Regions from separate parts of the Mus musculus genome. Here all the other regions are linked to region 3. Evidence: chromatin contacts called from public HiChIP or PLAC-seq data. All regions are on one chromosome and are shown on one strand. The core of a region is the stretch at or near the end of the contact, and the rest is flanking DNA. Distances in the headings are between cores, read along the strand shown.

What was found. HiChIP or PLAC-seq counts read pairs in DNA pulled down with a chosen protein or histone mark.
Region 1: a contact with region 3 is called in an HNF4G HiChIP or PLAC-seq map of pancreatic cancer cells. The contact joins two enhancer-like sites. A contact is called at or near these places in 1 of 39 promoter capture datasets (hippocampal neurons), 1 of 484 Hi-C or Micro-C datasets (the N1E-115 cell line) and 1 of 115 datasets of contacts at active chromatin or transcription factors (pancreatic cancer cells).
Region 2: a FOXA1 HiChIP or PLAC-seq map of pancreatic cancer cells shows a contact between it and region 3. The contact joins two enhancer-like sites.

Annotation. Positions count from the first base shown.
Region 1 is chr11:68,209,872-68,213,698 of GRCm38.p6, forward strand. Ntn1 (netrin 1) reads right to left here. Exons shown (of 7, transcript NM_008744.2): 7 at 1-3,463. The coding sequence ends at 3,135. Among named protein-coding and RNA genes, the nearest start is that of Mir6406, 9.1 kb to the right of the region's middle. Within about 2 kb of position 2,555, at least 59 of the 459 cell types and tissues checked have an H3K27ac peak or open chromatin away from gene starts, as enhancers often do. A contact at or near this core is called in pancreatic cancer cells, where this site is marked.
Region 2 is chr11:68,311,458-68,315,779 of GRCm38.p6, forward strand. The region is part of intron 2 of Ntn1 (netrin 1); the gene reads right to left. Among named protein-coding and RNA genes, the nearest start is that of Ntn1, 73 kb to the right of the region's middle. Within about 2 kb of position 2,579, at least 96 of the 459 cell types and tissues checked have an H3K27ac peak or open chromatin away from gene starts, as enhancers often do. A contact at or near this core is called in pancreatic cancer cells, where this site is marked.
Region 3 is chr11:67,825,345-67,829,741 of GRCm38.p6, forward strand. The region is part of intron 2 of Gm40032 (a long non-coding RNA gene); the gene reads right to left. Among named protein-coding and RNA genes, the nearest start is that of Gm40032, 17 kb to the right of the region's middle. Within about 2 kb of position 3,122, at least 29 of the 459 cell types and tissues checked have an H3K27ac peak or open chromatin away from gene starts, as enhancers often do. A contact at or near this core is called in pancreatic cancer cells, where this site is marked.

The DNA of each region.
Region 1 (3,827 bases), core at 1,305-3,804, 380 kb after region 3:
ATGGAGTCCTTCAAGTGTTGAGACCCTAAAGGAACCATTCCCCAGGTCAGTCCTGAAGGGTCTCCTCATTTCAGTCTTGTTCCAGCTCAGGGGCAATTCTAAGACAGCCTGTACCCACTGCCTGTATGTAACCACTGAGGCAGAGTTCTAGAAAGTCCCTAAGGCCCTCGGAGAGGCCACCCCAGCCTCCCTAGGCTTTGCCCTTGGCATCTGACCCTCCCTCCCATCTGAAGGAGCCGGATGGTCCTGCCTCCTGCCCTGCTTTCTGGGACAGAAGCTCTGGCCAGAAACCACAGCTCACAGCTGTACCTAGGAGCATGTCATCACCTTCACCACATACCTTTGTGCCACTGTGTGTCAGCAAAGGAGGCATTCTGGTGACAGGGGACCAGACTACCCAAATGGTAAGCAAAGGGACAGCTGGGAAATCTTGACTGGTAAGTGACTAACCTGGTATGGTTTTCTTCAAAGACCTACATATCACAACTCTGTTAATACACTCTCAAACTCAAAAACCTACTTCCATTTTGCACCCCTTCCTAACTGTACAAAGAGGATGTCTTCTTCCCCCTTTCCATCTCCTCCCTAGGGTGGGTAGGAGACAGCTGCCTCCCTAAGGCTGGCTCTCAGGCAGAGGAGAGGTGGGCTGGATTCTGGTCCACAGAGGTGGTGGCTGTGACAAACCCTGCTCCCTCAGCAATGACCTTATCCACAACTTGGCTCATTTTGGCTATTTAATGTAGCCCCCATTGAGCAGGCCACAGAGGGCAGGGCAGGAGGCCTTGGTAGATTTCTAACAAGACGTCTCTGTTGCTTAGCAGGGGCGTGGGGGAAGTCTAGTTAAGAGACTTCGCTGGATACCAGGTGAGACTGGACTCCAGGGTTCAAGGGTGGAAGCTGGCCAGAGCATTAGACATGCTGGTACAGAAATGAGACCCCTGCTGTACAGCTGGATGTTATTTGCTACAGATGGTACCCAACAAACCATACTGGCTCTCCTGGATAGTGGACCTTGCCCTCAATCTCAAGCTTGGACCAGGGAAGCCACCTGACCCTTGCCAGGGTAGGTCTGTGTGCTCATGCCAGCCTCCCTCTGAAGCCTTAGTCTTCCTCCGGCTAGGGAAGCAGCTAAGCCACCTCTCCAGGCCCTCTCAGATGGCCATGCCTGTCTTCCTGGATCTTGCGGCTTTCCACTAGGGAGTCCATTCCTCATTCCCCGCCACTCCCGATGCCTCCTCAGGAGGTGTTGCTGGGTCTGTCCCAGACCATACTCCAGGCTCATATCCTCAGAGTTCTCTAGAGACAAGCTGCCTGGGTCTCAGTGGTAACCACTATCCCACCCAACCCTCGCCTACTGTGGGAGTGTCAAGAGGGCTAACTGCTGATGTGCAACTGTGGTGAGGTCAGAGTCTGAGTACCGGTGCTGGTGTGACCTTGGGCACGTGGACATGTCTTTTTACTGGTGAACACGAAGACAAGAGTGAATCCCTGCCTCGCAGGTTTGTGGTGAAAACAGGCCAGGAGCATATGGGTAAAGTGCCTGGCACCAAGAGGGTGCTCAGTAAGTGGCAGTGGTGATGTGGGCAGAAGTGGAGAAGCAGAGGGAGCCGTGTCACTGAGGGGCTGAGCTTCATCCCTCATATGGCCCTTCAGGGCAGCCAAGTGGGCAGGAGAAATGAAACCAATTTCCTGACTGAGAGGGCCAGGCCTCTCATCCAGTGTGCGGGGCGCGAGGCTAGAGGCCCGAGTACAGGGAGGCAGGGAAAGGCTAAAGGGGCCTGGGAAGCAACCAGAAGGGAAGCTTGGAGCTGCCTGCGTGAGGACATTAAGTCTCTAAGAGAAAAGAGAGCTAGGCATACAGGAGGGCCTGGGGACCTCCACAAAGAAGGCAGCCAGAAAGGAATAGACCAGACTGCCCAGGCTAGACCAAGACAGCTGGGAGCTAGAGTGGGTTTCTTAACCAAGGAGTCTATGTCCCTTTTCTGGGGAGCCAGCAGTGAGGGCGGCAGCAGGAAGCAGTCACAGAATGCTTGGACCCCAAGAACCTGACCATTCCTGGCCTTGCCCTCCAGCTTGGACGCCAGGCACCTTGCTGAGCAGCGACCCTACCCTGACTCAGGCAAGCCCCTTCCCCCAAGCCTGGTTCAAACTGCCTAGACAGCCGCTGGCATTCCAGACTTAACCAGGCCCTCTCCAGCTGTTGACATTGCTGTGAGGCCTTGTGGGAGCTGATGTCATTACACAAATAGTGTCACTGCCCTAAACCCCCGCCAGTACCCCTCCCCCTCCCCTGGAAAATGTCATAAAAAGGGCTGTTTCCAAGTTTCCAGCAAGGAAACTCTCTGGGAGGTTTTGGTTTGCAATGCCTCCTTCCACAGGCAGCTCCAGCAGAGGCAGTGACCACCCGGCTTGACTTCAGGGTCCTTAGGCCCTAGGCCCTCTGATGGGCCAGGAGCCTGGGCCAGCCCCACTGGAGTAGAGCAGGCCCCAGGAGAACTCTCCCCTCCCTACAGATGGTGAACTCCACCCAGGAGACCAGCCCAGCAGGTGGCAGTGGAGACCAAAGCTGGCTGATCCCAGTGTCATCGGGCCCTCTAACATAGGGACCTGTTGTCAGAGTCTGGAGTCCTGTGGGAATTCCTAGACAGCGGGTGATGGAGAAAGGAGGGGGGCGTGACTAGTGTCTGGTGGTGGATTGGTTGCCCCTGCCCAGGCTGCAGGCCCAAAAATTCACAGTTCTTACATCCCCCTTCAATAACCATCAAACACAGCGACTGTAGACCACTGTGCCATTCTGTTCCCGCCTCTCAGGACCTCCCTAACCCCTCCACGGCGACCCCCACCTAGCCCTAGGGAAGCGCATCTCTGTTCTGGAAGGAGCGCCGTGAGGTAGCTATGTCTTGTCCTCATTTCTCCAGGGCCTGGCCTGTCAATACAGGGTGCTTTCTGCCATGCGCATAAGAGCGCAGCCAGGGGTGTGAGGGTGGGGCTGGGGCGGAGCCGCTGAGGGCCCCGCCCCACTTCGACTTCGCCCCGCCCCCACCCTCCCAAAAAAACCCCTGACGGCCAAGTCCAAGGCTGCCAGCCTTTGCCAGCGCCCTGCCCGCCCTCCTGGAGCCCGCGCCACCTCCGCGCTAGGCCTTCTTGCACTTGCCCTTCTTCTCCCGTTGCTGGAACTTGCGCAGCCGCCGTGCCCATGTGTCCCGCCACTGGATCACCAGGCTGCTCTTGTCTGCCACGATGCCACTCTGGTCAGGTGAGTCCTCGGCATTACCCAACAGCAAGTACTTCTTGAGGGGCTTGATTTTGGGACACTTGCAGGCGATGTCTCGTGAGCGGATCCACAAACTCTGGTCACCACGGCGAATACGACTTGTGCCCTGCTTGTACACGGAGATGATGTTCACGGTGAACTTCCACCAGTCCCCTGCTTTGTCGGCCTTCAGGATGTGGATCTGGACAGCTGTGAGGAAGCAAACAAGTGGTGTGGGCCATGGCTGGGAAGTGCAGCCAGGTGCCCAGGTCCTGGGATGGGATGGGCCCGACCTGCACGATGTCCTACAAGAACCTGGAGTGGGATCTGGAAAGTGACTGCAAAGGGCTCCCCACGGGCAATGGGTGAGCTAAGCTCATCCCAGAACCTGAGCTAATACCTGGGCCAAAGCCCCTATCCCAAGAAGTGTTGCTCCTGCCTTTGTTGAAGGTGCCCCCCGCCCAACACTGCCTCTTGGAACATGTTGAGATCCATAAGGGAGACTCCAGGGAAGCGGGGTAGATGGATTAAGCATGCCCCTAGCTCTCTAGATAGTCTGCTTGCCCCTGAGGGC
Region 2 (4,322 bases), core at 1,329-3,828, 490 kb after region 3:
GTATACATATACATGTAACAACCATTATTGGAGAACAAGGAGGAGGGAAGACAGGAAGATGCAGAGGGAGCAGAGGGAGGAGGAAGTCATATAGCCATAGTTTAGTCTCCTTGGCCAATGGGGAAACACATCAGAGTGGCACTGAAGCCCCTTCATACCTTGCAGAATGGAACGAGGAAAATAACCAGCCACGGGGCTGCTAAGGGTGTGGAGAAACTGGAGTCCTCCTGCATTACCAGTAGGAATATAAAGCAGTCAAGCCACTTAAGAAAGCAGTCTGGCAGATCCTCATAAGGTTAAATAAATACCAAGTGATTCCTGGATGAATCCCCAGGAAAACTGGAAACATGTGTCCACACGGAGGCATGAGTATAAATGTTCAGAGCAGCCTCATTCATCAAATCCCCCAACACAAACAACCCAAGTGTTCCACGACTGATAAATGGATAAAAATGAAATGTGGTATATCCCTACAGTGGAATATTACTCTGCCATGAAAATGAATAATGTGCTTGCATGTTAAATGTGGACAAACCTTGAAAACATGATGTTAAAAACCACTAGTCACAGAGGATCACATTAGTATGACATTCCATAATCCACAAAGACAGAAGTAGATAATGGTTGCCAGGAGCTGAGACAGGGCAGGGGAGATGGAGAATAACTGTTAATACATACGAGGCTTGTTTGTGGATGATGGAAATTGGTTGCATAACTCTGAATATATGAAACACCATTGAACTGCCTACTTTGCACAGTTAGTTATATAGCACACAACTTGTAACTCTCTCCCCTTTTATAGGTAAGGAAACTGAGGCACAGAGGACCTCAATAACTGGTCCAAGTCACATACATACCTGTAGTGGCCTGGTAGTGTGGCCCTATGGTCTATGGACTCCCTGCCCATAGACACAGGCTATGGTCCCTCTTGGCTTCTACCATGCAACACACACAAAGGGGCAGACCTCAGCCCCCCCCCCCTACCAAGGGGACACAGATAAGACAGCTCCCTCTTCCCTACTGTGAACTTTGAGTAGACACCGTGGGGACACAGCCCCTCATGGCTGGGGCCTCCAGGAAACAATTCACTTAGCCAAAGGCGAGGCCAGAGGCCAGTGGGTTAGTGCCTGAATGATGGCCTTTGTGCTTTTGAGGCTCACAGTATCCTTAGCCACCCCACCACCAACACCCCAATGCTCCATCACTTGGCCATCCTCTTGGATACAGACCATCCTCCATCATCTTCCCTGGACCCCCCCCGCCAGCATCTTAGCTCATCCCCTGATGACAATCTGCTTTATGTCCTCAGCCTCCTGCTCTGTCCCCTCGGCTTTCTCTCTATTTCCTCAGCCAAAGCATATTTTCCTATAACATCATGTCTGATCCGGGAGGTCCTAAAAGCACTCCTTCACTCTGCAGGGCTTCTTCCACCCAGCCCCCCAGCCACAGAGGGTCACAGTGCACACTTTCATAGCAATGTCCCCACAGACCCTCCCTGACAGCAGACAAGACATCCATATCAGAGAAATAGGATGTACTATTCCTTAAAATATTTAACTCTGATCCATGTACCTGAATAGCAAGATCTACTTCTACTGCCTTCTACTTCTTGGCTGCCTTTAGAATACCTTTCCCAGCATATTTTCTGAAGAGGAGCTACAGTCATCTCTGGGAAAGGGCAGTCAGGCCCCCAACAGCACAATGCAGACAGCGCTGAGAGGCCAGTGGAAGCTGACCTCCTGAGGCCTTCCAGAGTGGTAATGAGCACGTGATGGATGAGAGCCTTCGCTGGTTTCCTAGCTGAGGCATGCACTGGCAGCCCAGTGCTCTCCAGCAAGCTTGGAAAAGCTTTGTAAACGAGACAGGGGGCAATCACCAAGATGAGAAAAGACTGGGACGGGAGGGGGTGGGCGCTAGGGAGGAGTCCCTCACCATCACAGCTATCTCAACAGTTTATCAACAGCTAGGAAAGGCCCCAGAAGCCTGGCTGGCAGGGTGAGGGCCACGACTCCACTCCTCATGGTAGTAAGGGCTCTGTTCCTTCTACCCCACCTGCCTACCGAGGAGGAGTGCCTGCCCCCTTGGGTGTTCTGCAGAGGCACCTGCCTCCTGGATATGGGTTTAAACAACTTGCTGTCTCATCCACGGTAACAGAGCCCTGGCCAACAACAAGAGGTGATATGCTCAGTTAACCAAATGCAATGACGACTAAGAAGGCTCTCGGGAGGCTTTCCAACCTCTCAGAGGCTTCCACAATCTGCCCCATGGAGAAACAAATGCAGAGGTTGAAGGAAAGGGCCACCCAGCCTGCCCCTGGGGCCACCACCCCTCCGGCTCATGTTTGTTTTGTTTATGAGAGGAAAAATCTCCCACTGTTCGCCAAGAAAGGGTCCCACGCAGTCCTCCCCCCACCCCACCCCACTCCCACCCCCAAGCTTGGAAGATGTATGTACTGGGCTCTGATAACCTTGCAGGCTCCCAGAGTACACTGAGGCAGGACAAGAGCAGTAAGCTCCCTGCAGGGCAGACAGACCTCAGCCAGGGCCTGCTAGTTGTTTCTGGGGGCTGTGGCCACAGGAAATGTCAGAGCTTTGTGTCACCAGCCCCACGTGGAAGAATGAGTCAGGGCACTGAGCTCAGCTCCTGCCTGTTTGCTGTTTTCCTCCTTAGGCCACAGAAGCACATCTGAAGCTGGCTTTCGAATTAGCACCAGCAAGGCACATGAGGGTGCCAGCATCCACACACCGATCCTATACTTCTCCTTTGCTGGGATCTGTCCGGCTCCTGGGACTGGACATGTGGACAGGGCAGCAGACTCTCCAGACAAGCTCTGAGACAGAAAACAGTTGGGTCACTGTGATGCCTGCCTACCCTGAGAGCCCTAGGGGCGTGCTCCATGCATTAGGAGGCTTAGAGAACACATCTAGATGAGCTCCGTTTCCAATCAGCCCACCTCAGACTCACAGGACTTTGTGAATAGCCTTCAAGCTGCTTTTTGAATGGCGTTATGAATGGGTAGTGGCTCTTTCCTCTACCTTCGGGTACCTCAAGCTTGGCAGCTGGATGTTAAGTTGGGGCCCAACTGTAGAGCATATAGGGCTCTTATAGGGTTCCACACTCACAGTTCATCTACCCAAGAAAAATACAGGGAGCATTTCCCACACACTTCTTAAGGTGACAAGTTCTAGAAAATGCAAAGTCTGCCTTCAGATGTCCTTTAGGTAGGCACCATGATTTAATTTCTAAAACTACAAGACAGATGAGGCCAGTAATTATGAGAGAACTGGGAGGAGGAAGGGCCCCAGGGAATCATCATTTGTCTCTTATTTATTTATTTATTTATTTATTTATTTTTACTTAAAACACCAGGTACTATACAAAATATGTGTCTGTGTTTTTAAAATTGTGTTTATCTGGTGTGTATCACTGTGCACATGCCATAATGCACAGGTTAGAGAACAATTTGTGGGAGTCAGTTCTCTACTTCCATCATGTGGATGGTGGGGATCAAGCGCAGGTTGTCAGGCTTAGTGGTAAGGCTTTCTTTACCTCCTGAGCCACCGTAGAGAGCCCACTGTATATACTCATGTTATGGTTTGAACCCAGGGCCTCAGACATGCTAAGCAAGCACTCCCTCAGTGAGCCACACCCCTGGCCCTTAAAGTGACTTTCACTCCATCTGTAAATGCCTTAGTAGAGTCACACAGATCTCTTCTAAATAAATACACATGCATCTTTATAAGAAATAAAAAAACACTATTTTAAATCCCGCCTTTCCTGTCTTACTCCTTTTAAGTCAAGAAATAATTCACAACATCTGAATAGCTGAATCACACATATTTCATTTTATGGCTACATTAGAGTCGACTTAACTACATCCCCATTGTTGGACACTTTTGCTATTATATAAACCATGCCTCAGTGAAGAGTCTTTTTTTTATTATTATTTTTATGTTACTGGGGATGGAACACAAGATCTTGTGCATACCAGGCAAGCAGTAGGTTATGGAATTGCCCAGCCTAATATCCCTGAAGATCTATCTGCCTCTTGCTGTGTGCTCTACAGGGTTTGACTGGGTTTTTACCATCTCAAATCTGTTCTATTCTTGCCCGTCTTTACCTCTCTCTTGCCTGGCTGCCTTTGGTCTTGGGCCTCTACAGAGCAACCTTTGCTTCAATTGCACAAAGTTTCTTCATGCAACGTGAGGCTGCCAATCTCAGGACATTTCTCCCCAATCCCGCTCTATAATCACTTTCAGAAGTGGGTTCTTTAAGATACAGCTGGCTCTCATTATTTGCTGTAGTGACAGTCCATAAAGATC
Region 3 (4,397 bases), core at 1,872-4,371:
TATAACTCTACTCCTAAGGGATCCAACCCTCTCTCTGGCTTCTGTGTGCAGCAGGCTCACACATGGTGCAGACAGTCACAAACACACACATACACACATACACACACGCTGGGGAAACAATCAAATGCATAAAATAAAATACAAAAATAATTTTTAAAAAAATCCTCTTGAGTCCGAAGTCTCTGGTTTTTGCCTTCAGCTTCTAAGGTCTAGGTGGTAGTGGTCAGAACTGCAAAGAGCTATGTCTCCGAAAGGGAGGGAATGTTGATAGGGGTGGGAACAACGCTAGCACTTATTTCTCGCATTGTTTGGAGGACAAATGGAATGTTTTGTGCAGACGGTGATACAGGGCTCTCAAAGGGTAAGGGCTCAGCCTCCAGGCCTTCTTATCTGTCATTCCTTTACCATCCTGTAAACTGGAAGCCTCTCCTGAATGCACCTCCCAGGAGCTCTGCAGATAAGGATGGGAAGGAAGTGCTCTAAGCAAATAGACCAATGATGGCCCCAGGCTCCCTTGCCCTCAGTGTCCCGCTGATTTCCACCCCTGGCCCTGCTATCTTGTTAAATCAGATTCTGCAGGGAATGAGTCCCAGTGGGTTATCAGAAAGGCCTAAAGGAAAAGAGAAAGACATGAGCCAAAACTTGAAACTTCCCTAATTTCCTGAATTACATAGCCATTTCATTCTAAATAGCACTGGGGGAGGGAGGGGGAGGGGGAAGGGAGGAATGGAGGGAGGGAGGGAAGGAGGGATGGAGGGAGGGAGGGAGGGAGGGAGGGAGGGAGGGAGCACCAGTGATCTCAGAGGCATCCCAAAGAGCATGGCTGCCTTCACATCTCCGCGAGACCATCTTAATTTTACTGTTATGTTATAATCAACATCCAATGTCTCTTTTGCTCCTTTTAATTATCAAAGTCGTGCAGTTTGTTTTCGTCTTAGCTTCAGGAGTGTATTGTTTTGTTTGAAACTATCTCACTATGTAGCCCAGGCTGGCCTGGAACTCATGATCTTCTTATCTTTGCCACAGATGCTGGGATTATGGGAATGGGCTACTTTGATTATTATTAAAGGTCCCATAAAGCAAACAATATTAAAGAGGAGATCCCAACCATCGGTTGGTTTCCCGTTCTTTTTTCTAAGCTTCATACTACAGCAGACTGCTTCACAACCTGTTTGTTTGTCTTAAGAACACTTTTTATCATCATCTTCCTTGTGTGCACACAAACCCATCTACCTCTTTCTTCTGGATTAGCTGACATGCTAAAAGAAAAATCCTTAAAAAAGTGTTTAAAGATACACATCAAAATGAAGGGAAATAACAAAGTTTCAAGTTGAAAGGGATATGGGCCATTCTTTAATCTCACAGTCCCAGCCCCTAAAGCTAGCTACGGTTTTTGGTAAATGTTTGCACACATGTGGAAAAGTGCACAGATCATGTTCCACCAGTTTCCATTAGTTGCTTTTAGAAAATGAAATTTGCTGTTAAACAAATTTGAAAGTAAAACAAAGTATAAAATGACAACGTGTCACTAACTCAAAGCATGAGTGACATCCACCCAACCCCAGCTATACCCTTGCCTGCTTCCCTGACTCTCAGGTCTCAGAGGTATTGGCTCTCGACTCTCAGAGGGTCCTTAGACCTTTGATTCTCATTCATTACTGTGCAGACCCAGGCCATATCTACACTTTGCATTGTGTGAATATGCTAGATGTCATTTCTCAAATAGTATCTGTTTAAAAAACAAAGTGAACCACTTATTGTCAGTAAGACAGTGCAACCTTAGTGAAAAGGAGACACGAGGATAAAACAGAAGACAGAGTCTAAAAATGGACTCCATACAGTGGATAATTCACTTTGAGAAAGAGGCAATGGAGAAAGGGTGGTCTCTATCAAAAAACTGCCAAAATATTTGAGCTCAACATGGGTAGGGGAGAGGCTGGGGAAGAACCTGTCTAAAATTACATCATACAGCATTAGTCTAAGGGGATTTGTCTTAGTTAGCTTTGTGTTGTTGTAACAAGCACCATTACCAAAAGCAACTTAGGGGGGAAACACATTTATTCAGCTAATAGTCCATCGTCTAAGTAAGTCAGGGCAGAAGCTGGAGGCAGGAGCTGCTGCAGAAGCCATGGTGTCATGCTGCTTACTGGCTTGCTCCTCCCGGCTTACTCTAGTTTGGTTTCTTATACAACTCAGGACCACCAGCTTAGGTCTGGTGGGAGATCTGGGTCCTCTCACGTCAATTGCCAGTCAAGAAAATGTTCCCAGGCTCGTCCACAGCCCAATCTGGTGGGGTCATTTCCTCAACCCAGACTCCCTGTCCCCAGATGACTCTAGTTTGCATCAAGTTGACAGAAAACCAGAAAGCACAAAGATTATAGGATGTGTAAAAACTATAAAATGTTGAGTTTGGAGAAAACACAGGAGAAAATTGGTGGCACCTCCTGATCAGACACACACAAAGAAAAGAGCTATATACATGCTTTTGTTGTCTTGTTTTATTTATTCATTTTAGGATAAATCAGAGTTTATCAAAACCCAAAACATTTGCTCTCGGAATGGCATTTCAAGGAAATAAAATGATAATTAATTAGGCTGAGCAGAAGTATTTATAAATCACACATCTCACAAAGCAGCAGAACAATAAGGAGCCCTCAGAGCTCAGTGATGGGCTAGAGATATGGCTAAGAGGTTCAGAGCACTGCTTTTCCACAGGACCTGCATTTGATTGCTGGAGCTGGAGTTACATTCAGGTTGCTATAAGCTACCTAATGTGGATCCTCTGGCCTCCCAGAGGCAACAGCACTCCCATGCATAAACACACAGACACACACACACACACACAGACACACACACACAACAGGCATACACACACAGAGAGAGACACGTACAGAGAAAGAGAGAGAGAGAGAGTTAGAAGTAAAAATACATCTTTAAAAAGTTTTAACAACTCAATAGTAAGGAAAATTAAGCCAATTTAACTGGACCCAACAGCTATTTCTTTTTCAGAGTACAAACAGAAGCAAATGACAAAGAAACTTGCTCGTAGTCATTGGTTACTACAGAAATGAAAATGGAAGTTATAATAAATGTGTCACACATCTACAAGAATGTCTAGAGTAAACAATGCTGTGAAAACCAAGTGCTGGCGGGGACTCAAGCAACTGTGACTCTCAGATGTTAACGACAGGAAACAAACTGATCATTGTTCTGGAAAACGGCTCACCAACTTCAGGGAAAGGAGAACCATGCCTATACCATGTGGTCTGGCAAGCTCTCACACGGGATTCTTACTCTAAAGAATAAAACCTCAGGTTTCTAAAGCCTGTACACAGACGTTTAACGGCAGTGTGAGTTAGAATTACCAGTCCAAACTTCCCTGACAGGTAAATGATTGAATCGTAGTTTATTGGCACAATGGTGTGCTGCCCAGCAACGAAAAGGAACTTGCTACTGGCACATGGCAGAAGCCTGAGTGATTCCCAAAGGTGACACACTGAGTGAAAAAGTCAACCTTCAAAAGTCACAATCTGTAGGACCCTGCTTAAGTGATGACGTCATCCAAAACAGTGGAAAAGTCTCGGAGAGTGCCAGAGGCTGGGGGCATGGAGGAGAGGGGGAGACTATGCCGGAGGAGCCTAAGAAAGATTTAGGGTAGTGGAGTTGATTATGCAAATCCTTACACTCCATTGAAGTTCACATGCACACACACACACACACACACACACACACACACACACACACGCTGGCACGCAAACACGAAAGCATGCACGCACAAGTTAATTTTGCTACACAATATATTTTATTTTGAAACAGAGTTTCTTTTGTGTAGCCCTGGCTGTCCTGGAACTATCACTGTAGACCAGGCTGGTGTCTCACAGAGAGCCACCTGTCTCTGCCTCCCTATTGCTGAGATTAAAGGTGTGTGCTACCACCTCACTGAACAATAATTCTTAAATGTGAAAAATGAATCCAAAGTCATGGGGTGCAGCTCTGGTGTAGAATACTTGCCTATCATGTGCAGGATCTGGCGTTTAATCACCACCACCACTGGAAAAATTGTGAACCGAGGCTTGCTTTCCTCATAAAGGCTTATCCTAAGCAACACCAATGTGGTCCAGATTTTACATGACTCAACTATTACATCAAATTTGAGACTTTAAAGATGTCTCAGGGGGAAAATACCTAGTTTGCTAGAATACCCTGTTAAGGGGCTATATTAGCTACTTTTCTGTTGCTGTGATAAAACACCGTGACCAAGGCAACTTATAAAAGGAATACTTTGTTCCAGCTTAAGGTTCCAGAGGGCGGAGTTCATCATTATCATGGCGGGGAAGTACGGCAGCAAGCAGGCCTGGCGTCAGAAACAGCTGAGGGCTCACATCTGGAACAGGAAG